2 separate regions of the Mus musculus genome follow, and region 1 is linked to region 2. A link is a contact called in public HiChIP or PLAC-seq data. All regions are on one chromosome and are shown on one strand. The core of a region is the stretch at or near the end of the contact, and the rest is flanking DNA. Distances in the headings are between cores, read along the strand shown. Region 1 holds the start of Gpr20 (G protein-coupled receptor 20). Region 2 holds the start of Slc45a4 (solute carrier family 45, member 4).

What was found. HiChIP or PLAC-seq counts read pairs in DNA pulled down with a chosen protein or histone mark.
Region 1: a contact with region 2 is called in an H3K27ac HiChIP or PLAC-seq map of embryonic stem cells, with 21 read pairs. The contact joins the promoter of Gpr20 here to the promoter of Slc45a4 in region 2. A contact is called at or near these places in 17 of 39 promoter capture datasets (the 3T3-L1 cell line, 3T3-L1-derived adipocytes, the C10 cell line and 10 more), 1 of 15 datasets of contacts at CTCF or cohesin (the NIH/3T3 cell line), 21 of 484 Hi-C or Micro-C datasets (the 4T1 cell line, the AML12 cell line, ECoMG myeloid progenitors and 10 more), 14 of 115 datasets of contacts at active chromatin or transcription factors (the 230-238 cell line, bone marrow-derived dendritic cells, embryonic stem cells and 6 more) and 4 of 9 other capture datasets (adipose tissue, embryonic stem cells, liver and 1 more).

The regions. Positions count from the first base shown.
Region 1 is chr15:73,704,184-73,709,501 of GRCm38.p6, forward strand. It overlaps Gpr20 (G protein-coupled receptor 20), which reads right to left and starts at 3,322. Exons shown (of 2, transcript NM_173365.2): 1 at 3,138-3,322.
Region 2 is chr15:73,621,925-73,627,759 of GRCm38.p6, forward strand. It overlaps Slc45a4 (solute carrier family 45, member 4), which reads right to left and starts at 2,820. Exons shown (of 8, transcript NM_001033219.4): 1 at 2,402-2,820.

The DNA of each region.
Region 1 (5,318 bases), core at 2,072-4,571, 83 kb after region 2:
TATGCGTTGGGCGGGACCAAGAGCCATGTAGGGAGCAGGGGGGCTAGTTGTAGCAACTGAGAGGTTCTTGGGGACTCTGAAGTCACAGGTGTATGTACGAGTTTGCCTGGGCTTAGAGTGTAACCGTAATAAAGATCTACCTAGTGCTTCTAAGGCCAAGAGAGCCATGGCTAGGGAAGCACCTGCTTGCTTATTTTTATTACTAATCATGGTTTTTGAGACAGTCACATTCTGGTCCAGGCCGAACTGGAACCTACTATGTAAACATAGGCTATCTTTGAACTCACAGCAATCCTCCCGTCTTAGCTACCCAAGGGCTGATTACGTGTGTGAACTACTGTGCTGGACTCCGTAGCTTCCTCTTTAGATCCAGGAGCAACTGTGTTCTGTTGGCTTCAACTGCCCCGTGGTTTCTCTTCGTTTAGTCTGGCATAAAGATCCAACTTTCTCCGAGTCACCTGGCAGCTCTCTGAAGCACAGTTAGGACCTTAAGACCCCACAACCCAGCTTTCCTGGGAGCGGACCACGCACTGTTGTGAACAGGACCTGGGCTGTATCTTGCTGACTTCCCCCAAAGTCACCATCTGAGAAACTTTACCTGAGACCTTGGGAATGGGACTAACAGGAATGGCACGTTTCTGGAGGATCACACTTGGTCACACTTGGGGCTTCTAATGTCCTCAGGTCTCCCTGACATGTTGGTTCCTTGCTCACCTCTAGCCTAGACAACTATAGCTTCCCTGGTCCTTGACACTCTGTTTGCCAATTCAACCTTTTGAAGGGCTGCTGGGATGTGCAGAGTTGGGGGGGTGGGGGTGGGGGAAATGCTTAGTTCTTCTGAGTGCCTGGTGCGTATGCTCTCTGCATCCGCTGTTCTCCATCTGGGGCATGCTGTTCTTTGTGCCTGGGTTACCTGGTAGAGTCTGCACACTCTGTTCCCTGTGCTTAAGTCTCCTGTCATAAGTGCTTAGTACTCACAGTCAGTATCCCACACAATACTCCCTGAACCCCCTTAAGTTCCCGGTACCTTGGATACCTTCCCTGAGGAAAAAGCTATAATCCCATGATTCTTTGGTCCCTATGAGAATACCTCCAAAGATCTCACTAACCCCTCTCCCTCCCAAGGGAACCCCAAGTAGGTTCTGCTGACCCCATTTTGGTTACGAGGCCAATGGGGCCTAGAGAGGCTCACTCTGATGCTTTGTGTCACACAATAGGGACAGAAGTAATAGGTTTGATTTCTGTGCTGTCTAATTCCCAGCTATTAGCTCTGTGGAAGCTGAATGCACATCAGGCCAGGCCTGTTGCCCACCCTATGCAGAGGAGGACTGACTCAGCCACCTATAGTCTGCCCCCCGCCCCCCAGAATGCACATAGAGCAGGGGGTTCTGCAGGCATTAGATCCGACTCAAACCCCAGCACTGGGGTCTTAAGGGATTTAGGCTGAGTTGGTCCCTCCTCATACAGCTCACATCTGGAGTGGAAGCAGGGCCAGGAGACCCATCTAAGAGAGTAGTGGAGGGGAAGGCTGGACAGACACATTCAAAGCCCCAGGGTAGTCACTGTGTGGTCCAATATGCAGTGGAGAGCTGGGGCAACCTAGGTACACTGTTGCCTTGGTTTTGACTAGACCTATGGAAGGAATCTTACTCAGACATCTTTGGACCTGCTTCACCTCCTTCGAGGGCGTGGCTGGGACAATCACCTTCCCTAGTTTGTGTTCCGTTCTGTGTGGCAGTGTCTTGTTCATTTGCCTCCCTGTTTTTATTTGCGTGGTATCTGGCTGGACTGGAGCTAGTGAGAGTGCAATATCCGAATTTGGGAGGTAGAAGCAGGGGGATTACTGTGAGTTTGAGGTCTGAGTAACACAGTGAGCCTGGGCTACAGGAGATCCTGTCTCAAGAACTATAACCAACCAATCAACCAACCAACCAACCAACCAACCAACCAACCAAACCAAGGAACACAAAACAACCCCTACCCCCCAAACCCACTGGAAATGGGTCTGATGCACACACTCTCTAAAGCCAGCCCTTGAAAGCTGACTCAGGAAGAACACTGCAACCTAAGCTATGAAGACATCAAGCTAATAGAGTTTCAGGGCAGCCTGGGATGTAGATTGAGGCCTTACCACAAAACAAGCAACAAACAGGAAAGACCCCATAGCCAACCCCATCTCACACTATCTTGTACAGGTTTGAAGAAATCCCCTGAAGAATCCCAGGAGGAAGCACAGCTCCCTTTGTTCCCACCGTGCTTGCAGAAAGACCTACTCAGCAGACACACAGCCAGGCAACCCCCTGGCAGCCTGTTGCTCTGGGGCAGCACACAGAGGCAGGCAAAGGCAGGTAACCTCTGCGGGCTATGCTTTCCCTCCACCAGCCTCTGTCTCCGTCCTGCCTGAGGCTACCCAGCTGCTCCACAGCCTGCCCCCGCCAGCCACTCTGGCCACCAGCCAGTTCCCAGCCAGCCAGCCCCCTCGGGACCCTGCTCTACAGCCTTCTCACAGGGCAGCTACACCAGGGAAGCTCAGTCCGGAAGCATCAGCTTGGGGGTCCTGTTGCGGGCTGAGCAGAAAATCCAGCAATGGGCCTCAGTTTCCCCACTCCCAAAGAGGTAGAGGAAGGACCTGGACTAGGGCAGAGACCTTGAGCCAGGGGTGGGCAGATGTGGTTCCTTGTAGAGAAAGTGGATGCTTTTCCAAGCCTTGTCCCCTCCTGGTGCTAGTGGTTAGGGACCCAGAGCTCATCAAATGCTGTTTGCCTGGTCTGTGGGACCATCCCAAGTGCCTTCCTGGACAGGAGAGGAAACTGAGCCCTTGGCTTTGGACTCAGCAGCGGATGCGCAAGTGTGTGATCGGTTTCATGAATGAAATCCAGAGTGGGCAAGGTGGGTGAGGGTCACTGGGAGAATAGAGAGCAACCCCACGGGGCAGGGAGGGTGCCACTTCTGCCCCTCTCCCCTCCAAACTCTTTACATCTCTGCGACTGTCTCTGTGGCAGAGGGCTGTGAACTGGGCTTGCTTCTTGGTCCTGTTTCTCACCCCCTCTCTTCTTCCTAAGTCACCCAACTGGGCAATACGAATAGCCCGCTCTGTGCACAGGGGTGCAGGAGGCAGCAGTGCCTGGGGAACTCACCCGCTCTTGCCGCACCTTCCTCTGGGATGAGCCTGTCCCCTGAAGCTCTAGGTCTGTGGACCCACAGACAGTGCCTTCCCAGGGCCTGACGTCAGGCCAGCCAGCTGCTTTTGGACACAGGCAGAGGGGTGGGAGGGGTGGGGGCGGAGCGGTCTCCCTCCCAACCCCTGCTGGCCTGGCTGCCTAGAGGAAGGGGGGCGGGGTTGGGGTGGAGGGAGCCTGGGGGCGGGAGAGGGGTGGTGGTGGGGTCGGAGATACCACACCTTCCCTAGACAGAGGGGTGAGCCACAGCTGTTCGGACCAGGAAGAGTGGAGGGGGGCAGGGTTGGCTTCTGGCCCAAGGCTATGGGTTGTCTTAGAACAGCTCGGCCAGTTTCTGAGAAGAAAGATCTGCTGGGTGGGTCCCGTCCAGTCGCAGCAGCCAGGGGCTTAGGACATCCAGGCAGGTGTAACCACAGACAGCTGGCAGAGGATGGTCTCTGGTCAGCAAGGGCTGAATGTCTCTGGGGCTGAGGCTGTGCAGGGCTGTTTGCTCTGCCAGGAGTTCCCTCTAGCCCTCTGCTCTTCATGTCTGTCATCCACTTCAGTCATACCACAGTGCTTTCTCGAGCATCCACTCAACAGCCATTCTGACATCGATGACCAGGGAGGGCTGTGTGCAGGAGACCCCCCGGGCCCTCAGAGCTCACACTGGGTGTGAGAAACAGTAGAGGAAGAAGTGGGTGCCTAGTGACAGATCCAGCCAGCCCAGATGAGAAGTGAGGGCAGGGTTCCGGAGTGGATAGAGGGAGGTGCCACAGGACGGGGCTGCCTGGATGGGTAGAGGAAGGGGAAGCCATCTTGGTAGGGTCAGCTGCGTAGTCTGCAGAGCTATGAAGCTGGGAGGGAGTGGTCACTTGCACACAGAGTCTTAGCAGCCCTTAGAGGCTCCAGTGGTGGCTTTGATCCTAAGGGAACAGAAGGTTCTAGAAGAGGGGTGTAATCTCCCAGCCTTGGTCTCCACCCATCATAATATTCATAGAATCTTGTTGTATCTTTCCCACTGGGGCAAACTGAACCCTAGGCAGGAGCCCATGGCTTGCCAGACCACCTCCCCTAGGTCAGCAGCGACTTCTGGTCCTGGAGGGAAGGTTTTAGGCTTCTGTTAGGCTGCGGGGCTGAGGGCTAGGTAGGGCTTCAAAGTCACTGGCAGGCAAGTAAAGGGCTGGAGCTTGGAGGAGCTCACGTTTCACACGCTGCCCAGAGGTGGGTCCAGAAAGCCATGGTCCTTGCCTAGGGATCAGTGCCCACCCGTTCCTTCTACACTCAGCCAGTAGCTGAGACTTTCAATGCCTGGGATACGCGGTGCCTATAGCCTGGATGCATAGTTCCTATCCCTGCCCTGACTCCACGTTGGAACAACACAGGAAGGGCTGTGCTGGCTTTTACTCCTTCATGCCCTTCCACCTCCAGGAAGCACCTGGGTGGGTCCTGTCCTATCACTTGGCAGGGTATACAGACCTGAGGAGAAGGGTGGCGCTGAGGCTCAGGGGCCAGGGCAGTCCTGAGGCATAAGTCTACAGCCTCAGTGGGGCTCTTGGCTGCTGCTGTGCTTGCTGGACTATGTCCGAGGGGTGACAAGGTGCACAGGTCATAAGTGACAGGCCAGGTGCATGGGTGGGTGCAAGGGGAGGCTGGAGAACGGAGATGGCTGATGTGTGATGGAACCCTAGGGCATTGCTGGGTATCGTGGTGCAACACGACCTTTGCAAGAAGAGGAGAAGAGTGGCGTGCATGTGGTGTGTGTGCGTATGCATCATTTGTGTGTGGTGCATGTGAAGTTGAGAGGGTCTGTTCAACTGCCAGGTCGTGCCTTGCCATCTAGAAACATAGTCTGGGGGTTCATCATTCAGTAAGAAGTGCAGAATGCAGCTAGGTGGTGGCGGCACACCCCATTAATCCCAGCACTCAGGAGGCAGAGGCAGGTAGATCTTTGGGTTCAAGGCCAGCCTGGTCTACAGAGTGAGTTTCAGGATAGCCACGGCTACACAGAGAAACCATGTCTTGCAAAACAAACAGACAGACAAATGCTGAATGGTGCACCCACAGTGGTATCTGTCACACATGGGCTAGGTGCTAGGTCTCACTCAACCATCAAGCCTTCTAAAGAGCTGCTGGGTTCCACTCCCAGGGAGGACAAAT
Region 2 (5,835 bases), core at 1,570-4,069:
ATAAAGTCCTTGTAAATGCTCCCCACGCCAGCATTTTTAAAATTTTTTTTGGAGGGGGCAGGATAAATATTAGCTTGGGACCTGCCTACACAAGAAGTGAAAGCTGACAAAGAGGCAGTTTTACCAAAAAAAAAAAAAAAAAAAAAAAAAAAAAAGGAAAAAGAAAAAAAGGAAGAGGAAGAAGAGAAAGAAGAGGAACAGGAAGAGGAGGAGGAGGAGGAAGAGGAGGTGATGGTGGTGGTGGTGGTGGTGGTGGTGGTGGTGGTGGTGGTGGTGGTGGTGGTGGTGGTAGAGGCTGCAATAGTTGCAGGGCTTTGGGTGCCGGGGTGGGCTCTGCCTCTGACCTCTCTGTTCCTGGTCCCTGCGTTAATCCTCAGCACCCTGCAGGTGGCAGGTCCTGGGGGCTCACCCATCAGGTGCACTGCCACAGTCTCCTGGGCAAGTTCAGTACTCAATGATAGAACAGAGAATAGAAAATGAACTTATTAAAGGGAGAGGCTTAAGATACTTGGGGGGATAAAAGAGAACAGTGGGGTCTTGAGTCTGACTTCAGCTTAGTTTCTTTCCTTCCTTCCTTTTTTTTGGTTTTCCAGACAGGGTTTCTCTGTGTAGCCCTGGCTGTACTGGAACTCACTCTGTAGACCACGCTGACCTGAAACTCAGAGATCCACCTGCCTCTGCCCCCCTAGTGCTGGGGTTAAAGACGTGCGCCCATACCACCCCGCTCATCTGCTTGAGCTATTAATAAAGGGATAAGTTTCTGATTTGGAAGTACAAAACTTTAGATACCAGTTTCTGATGGAAGCCAAGTTTAAGAAACCTCACTTCTGCCCACTGTGTACAGACCTTCCCTAAGTCCTGCTGCTGTTCACAGCCCTGCCACTCAGTTCCTGCTCACTCCAGATTCCTTCCAGGTGGGCAGCAGTGGGGCAGGCCTTGCTGCCAGAGCAGCAGTCAGCCATTGAAGACAAGTCTGCAGGAGGGCAAACCAGGAGGTGTGAGAGTGAGACTGCACTCTGGGGCCTTTGTCAGCTATCCTAGGAGACACTTAGGGCTTTGGCTGCTCAGTTTTCTGCCACTGAGGACAGAGTTGCAGGGATGGCTGGCAGCACACCAGAGAACTGGTGTGACGTCTTCCACAGGAAGTCTAGGGCAGATCATACAACTTGAGCATGTCCTGTGTGGATGCTACAGGTCAGAGCTAGGATGCTTTCACACAGACCTTACCAATACAAACCCACTTTAACATGGATCCAAAGGATGATTTGTCAACTGCCTTTCAAGGGCACATTCAGCACCATGCTGACCTCTGACCACAACATTCTTACAAACAAACTGCAGGAAAGCCAGAACGAAGAACACCAAGGCCTGCCCCATGGCAGGGGGCCCAGGCAGAACACGAGAGAGGCAGGCCAGAGCTGTAGGGGCAAGGACAGCCCTGGCCTTCTCCTTGAGGCACACTATGGACGGAAAGTTAGCCACAGCTGGCAAGGCTGCCTGGTGTCTATAAAAGCGTTCCTCCCAGGAGATGGCTGGAAACAGACACTCTAAGATACTTTCATTCTTTTCCTTATTTGCCGTTCTGAAAAATAAGTTGTTCTTCCCTACTCCGAAATGGAATAGGGTCAAAATCTTCCACAGTCAACAGCAACCCAAAGAAAAGAGCACCAGATCCAAGATATTTCCAGTTTGGCAAGTGGCCCAAGGTAAGTAACTCTATGCTGTTTACTTGGTTCGAATAGAATTCGCCTGGGGATAAAAACCTAATCCCTTAACCAGTCAGCCTGTGTCCCTTAGTCCTGCAGACAGAGGCTGAGGCACTTTTCATCTCCTCTTCATCTCAATGTTCCTCTGTCTCCGTGGTGCCCACCACCTAGAAACGTCCACTCCAGGCCCACTGTGGTGTGTAGAGCCTGCATGCTCCCACACAACTAAGTGATCTATCAATGTGTGCAGAGGGATAGCTAGCAGAGGCCTGTGCAGAAGGGCCTCTGAAGCTCACAACAAAGCTCAGGGTCCACCTGTTCCAAAAGGATAGCCATCTCAGGACTGGGCCCCCCTGGGCCTCCCTCACCTTTCAAAGATGCTCCAATAACTCCTCCCTCCTTTGCTATATAGGGCTATCACTATGGACTCTTCACACTACCAGTAAAGTGAGTCATGCATGGCAACAAGAAAGGCCTCTCCAAGGAGCCATACACAGATTAGGTGCCCCAATGCAGAGATGAGCATTGGCCCTCCTCCAAAGCCAGAGCCTATCCCCCATGCGCAGAGATCTGCAGGGTACTTCTAGGTATACAGTCTGCAGAGTAGTCTTTGGTAACGCCTGTGTGAGCTGCATCCCACTGAGGCATAAGCCACTGCCTCCATTACACACTGCTTCTCCAGGACACACACCTACCTGTTATATAAGCAGTGCTCAGGCGCACAGGCCAACAGAAGACACAAGGAAACTGCAGCACATACAGCACGGGACTCACTCCTAAGGCAGGGAACACAGCTAAACAGGCTGTGGTCAAGGAACAATCTCTGCAGCTGCCCCAAGTGTCTGCTCTTCTCAGCCAGGACATTTAAAGCATTAAATTTTCAGTCTTCTCACCAAAAACCCTCTAAAGGCCAAATGACAAGCTTCAGCAAGGGTTCGCAGTGCACCTCCACATTCCCAGGGCCAGGGAGCGGGCTCCCATCCCATGGTTTCTATTCCAGACATGGCCTCCAGGAGTTGGGACAGATCATCAGCAAGGGCAGAGGTAAAGGACAGAGATCCAGTGGATCTTCTGTAGCTGAATACACAGTTGGCTAAGGTGTCCACTACACACTGGGGGAGTCTAAATCAATTTCTAACTAAAGATCAAGTTGTGGACAGTACCTAGAGTCACAAAGGCATAAGGGGAGATTCCTAATTCCAACAAGAGGCAGCCCACTATGACACCACTGTGCCAGATGCCCACATCTCTGCTACCACCTCCAGCCTCTAGGAGGACAGGTCAGAACTCAGCTTCTCTTCTTCCCAATTTCTGCTGGAACTGATGACAAGGGAACAATAAATGACTCGGTTTGGTGAGTGTTCTGAAAAGCCATGACCCTCAGCATCAGAGGACCTCTAATGGGGCTCCAACCTTGTCCTTAGACACTTGGTCCGAGAGGTAGCCTCAAGTGCAGGCATTTAAAGCAGATCAAGGTAGGAAGTGGTCATTGTACAAGCCCACAAACACATGCAGACCCTTAAAAGATTCAGGGGCGGGAAGGGCATGACAGCACACACCCATATTTCCAGCACTTGGAGAATCCCACGGGTTCTAGAACAATGTGACTTACAGTGAGTTCCAGGACCACATAGGTTAGGAAGAGATCCTGTCTAAAAACCCAACATAGGCCTGGAGAGATGGCTCAGCAGTTAGGAACACTTGCAGAGGACCCAGGTTTGTTCTTAGCACCCACATCAGGCGATACACAACCGCTTGTAAATCCATTTAAGGGGATCCTGGCCTCCATAGATGCAGAACTCTGTTTAACTAGATTGCCCAGTAGTGGTGGCACAGGCCTTTTAATCCCATCACTCAGAAGGCAGAGGCAGGCAGATCTGAGGTCCAGGACAGCCAGGGCTACCTACACACAGAAACCTTTTCTCAAAAAAATCCAAATTAGAAAATAAATTAAACTAGGGGCTGGAGAGCTGGCTCAGTGGTTAAGAGCACTTGTTGTTCTTGCAGAGGACCCGGGTCGGACTCCCAGTATCTGTGTTAGAGGCTCACTGTCTCCTTGAGCACCAGACATACATGTGGTGCACAGGGGTACACACAGGAAAATACTCATACACATAAAAAATAATATTCCTTTGGTCTTAGCTGCCCTAGGAATACAGGTGTGTGCTATCATACCCAACTTATTCAAACTATTTTCAATCTAGAAAATAAAAGTACTAGCCAATTAACCCTTATTTTTCAAAAGCCACAGAAACACCCAGGACCTGTATTGGCTCCTGGTCCCTGCAAAAAGGCCAGAGCCCATGGGGAAGAGAAGGGTTGGAGTCACCCACTGTGGCCTTCCCCAACACGAACCTCAACCATTCTCTGCAAACCTACTACACCTCAGGTGGAAGCCACCAAATGAATTATCAGTGCAGTGTCAACTGGAAACATCCCAGTGTCTCCATGGTTTGCCCTGCTCAAGTTGGATTCCATCCCTGACTATTGAGAAACTTAGCAACGGCTTGAGCAGAGCAGGATCCTAAGAACAGCATGGGCTCCAGCAGGTCAGACAATCTCCTCAGACAGCAGGACATCTTGCCAGAAGAGAGCAAGAACCACCCACTAAGGCGAGGCCCAGGAGAAGGACCCACACTGTAAACTCTCAGTGCACCTCACTTTTTCCTCCAAAGAAGTTTAGGGAGAGTACATGGTCGCACCTCAGCAATCTTCCCAGGCAGTGCTGTTTCACAGCCCCAACCCTGCTGACAGGTGAGTTCACCTGGTCCTGAAAGTCACCAACCAAGGCAGATCAGATCTCACTACCTGTCCCCAGGTCAGGTGGCCACAGGCATTAACCCTTTAGGACTCCTAGAGGAAGGGAGCGCCCAGAGCTGGACATTAGGCTCCTGACCCAGTTAGCTGAGGTGCCAGTGTGGATAGTCAGTTACAACAAAAATACAAATTATCTGCATGATTATAAACAGAATATATTCTTTCAGATAGCTACCAAACCTAAAAATAAATAAATGGGAAAAGCAGCAGACTGTCCCGGCCAGTGCTGTAATCCTGACACTTGGGAGGCTGAAGCAGGAGGAATGCACTGAAATCAAAGTTGGCCTGGGCTATGGAAAAGTCAGTTGTAGGACATCCTGGGTTATACCACAAGCCTGTCTCACAGTAAAAAAGGAAGGGACCAGAGAGATGGCTCAGTTGAGGAGACACCTACTGCCATGCCTCAGAACCTGCGTTTGATCCCCAGACCCTGTGATAAAAGAGACCCAACTCCCTTTAACTGTCCCTGACCTCCATATGCCAGTACACACACACACACATTTTTTTTTCTTAAAAGAGTCTATAAAGGCTTTAAAAATTAATGTAAGTTGGGATTCCTAATCCCAGCACTGAGGAGATGAAGGAATTGAAGGCCAGGCTCTTCACTCACATGTAGGTCTCCCTTCAAGCCCTTGCTATTCGACCACCTTCCAATACCTCTTCCACCTCCAGTTTCACTTCCCAGGCAAGCTGACCCATCCTCTGGCAGCCACCTCTCAGCATTGTGAAACCTGGATCTAGCTCCATACTGGAGGGACCCAGTGCCCTAATACGAGTGACAGACAAACAGTACTCACTCTACCTCCCAGCCAGCCATCAAGCCCTGCTCCAGCCCAAAGGAGCCTAGCCTGTCCCTTCTCCTGTGACACATGTCTAGGATCCCCACAGGTCAGAACATCCAGCTATGCCCCACCACAGATCATCAACTCCACAAAATCAAGAAAGCCCTTCCATCCTCAGGCCTCATACCTGTCCTCGAGGGACCTGCAGAGCCCGTGTGTTGGGCTCGTTTTCATTTCCCCGCAGACACTGCTTACTCAACTGTTTCCTGTGGGTGTGCAGCAAGCGGCGCTGAAACTCACAAGGTGTTTCCCATGAACCAACTGCTTTTTTAAAAACTCCATCTATACTAGCTCACTAACCTCCCAGCAACCCCGTGTGGGGAACTCTAACATTAGTCTCATTTTACAGAGAAGAAACTGAAGCAGGAAGGCAAGAGCAGAAAGGTGTCAGAACCCTTCCCCCTCCCTTCCTTCACTCCTGTCCTGTCTGTACCTAGCATCCCCAGAGACCCCAACTTCCCTAGAGGAAG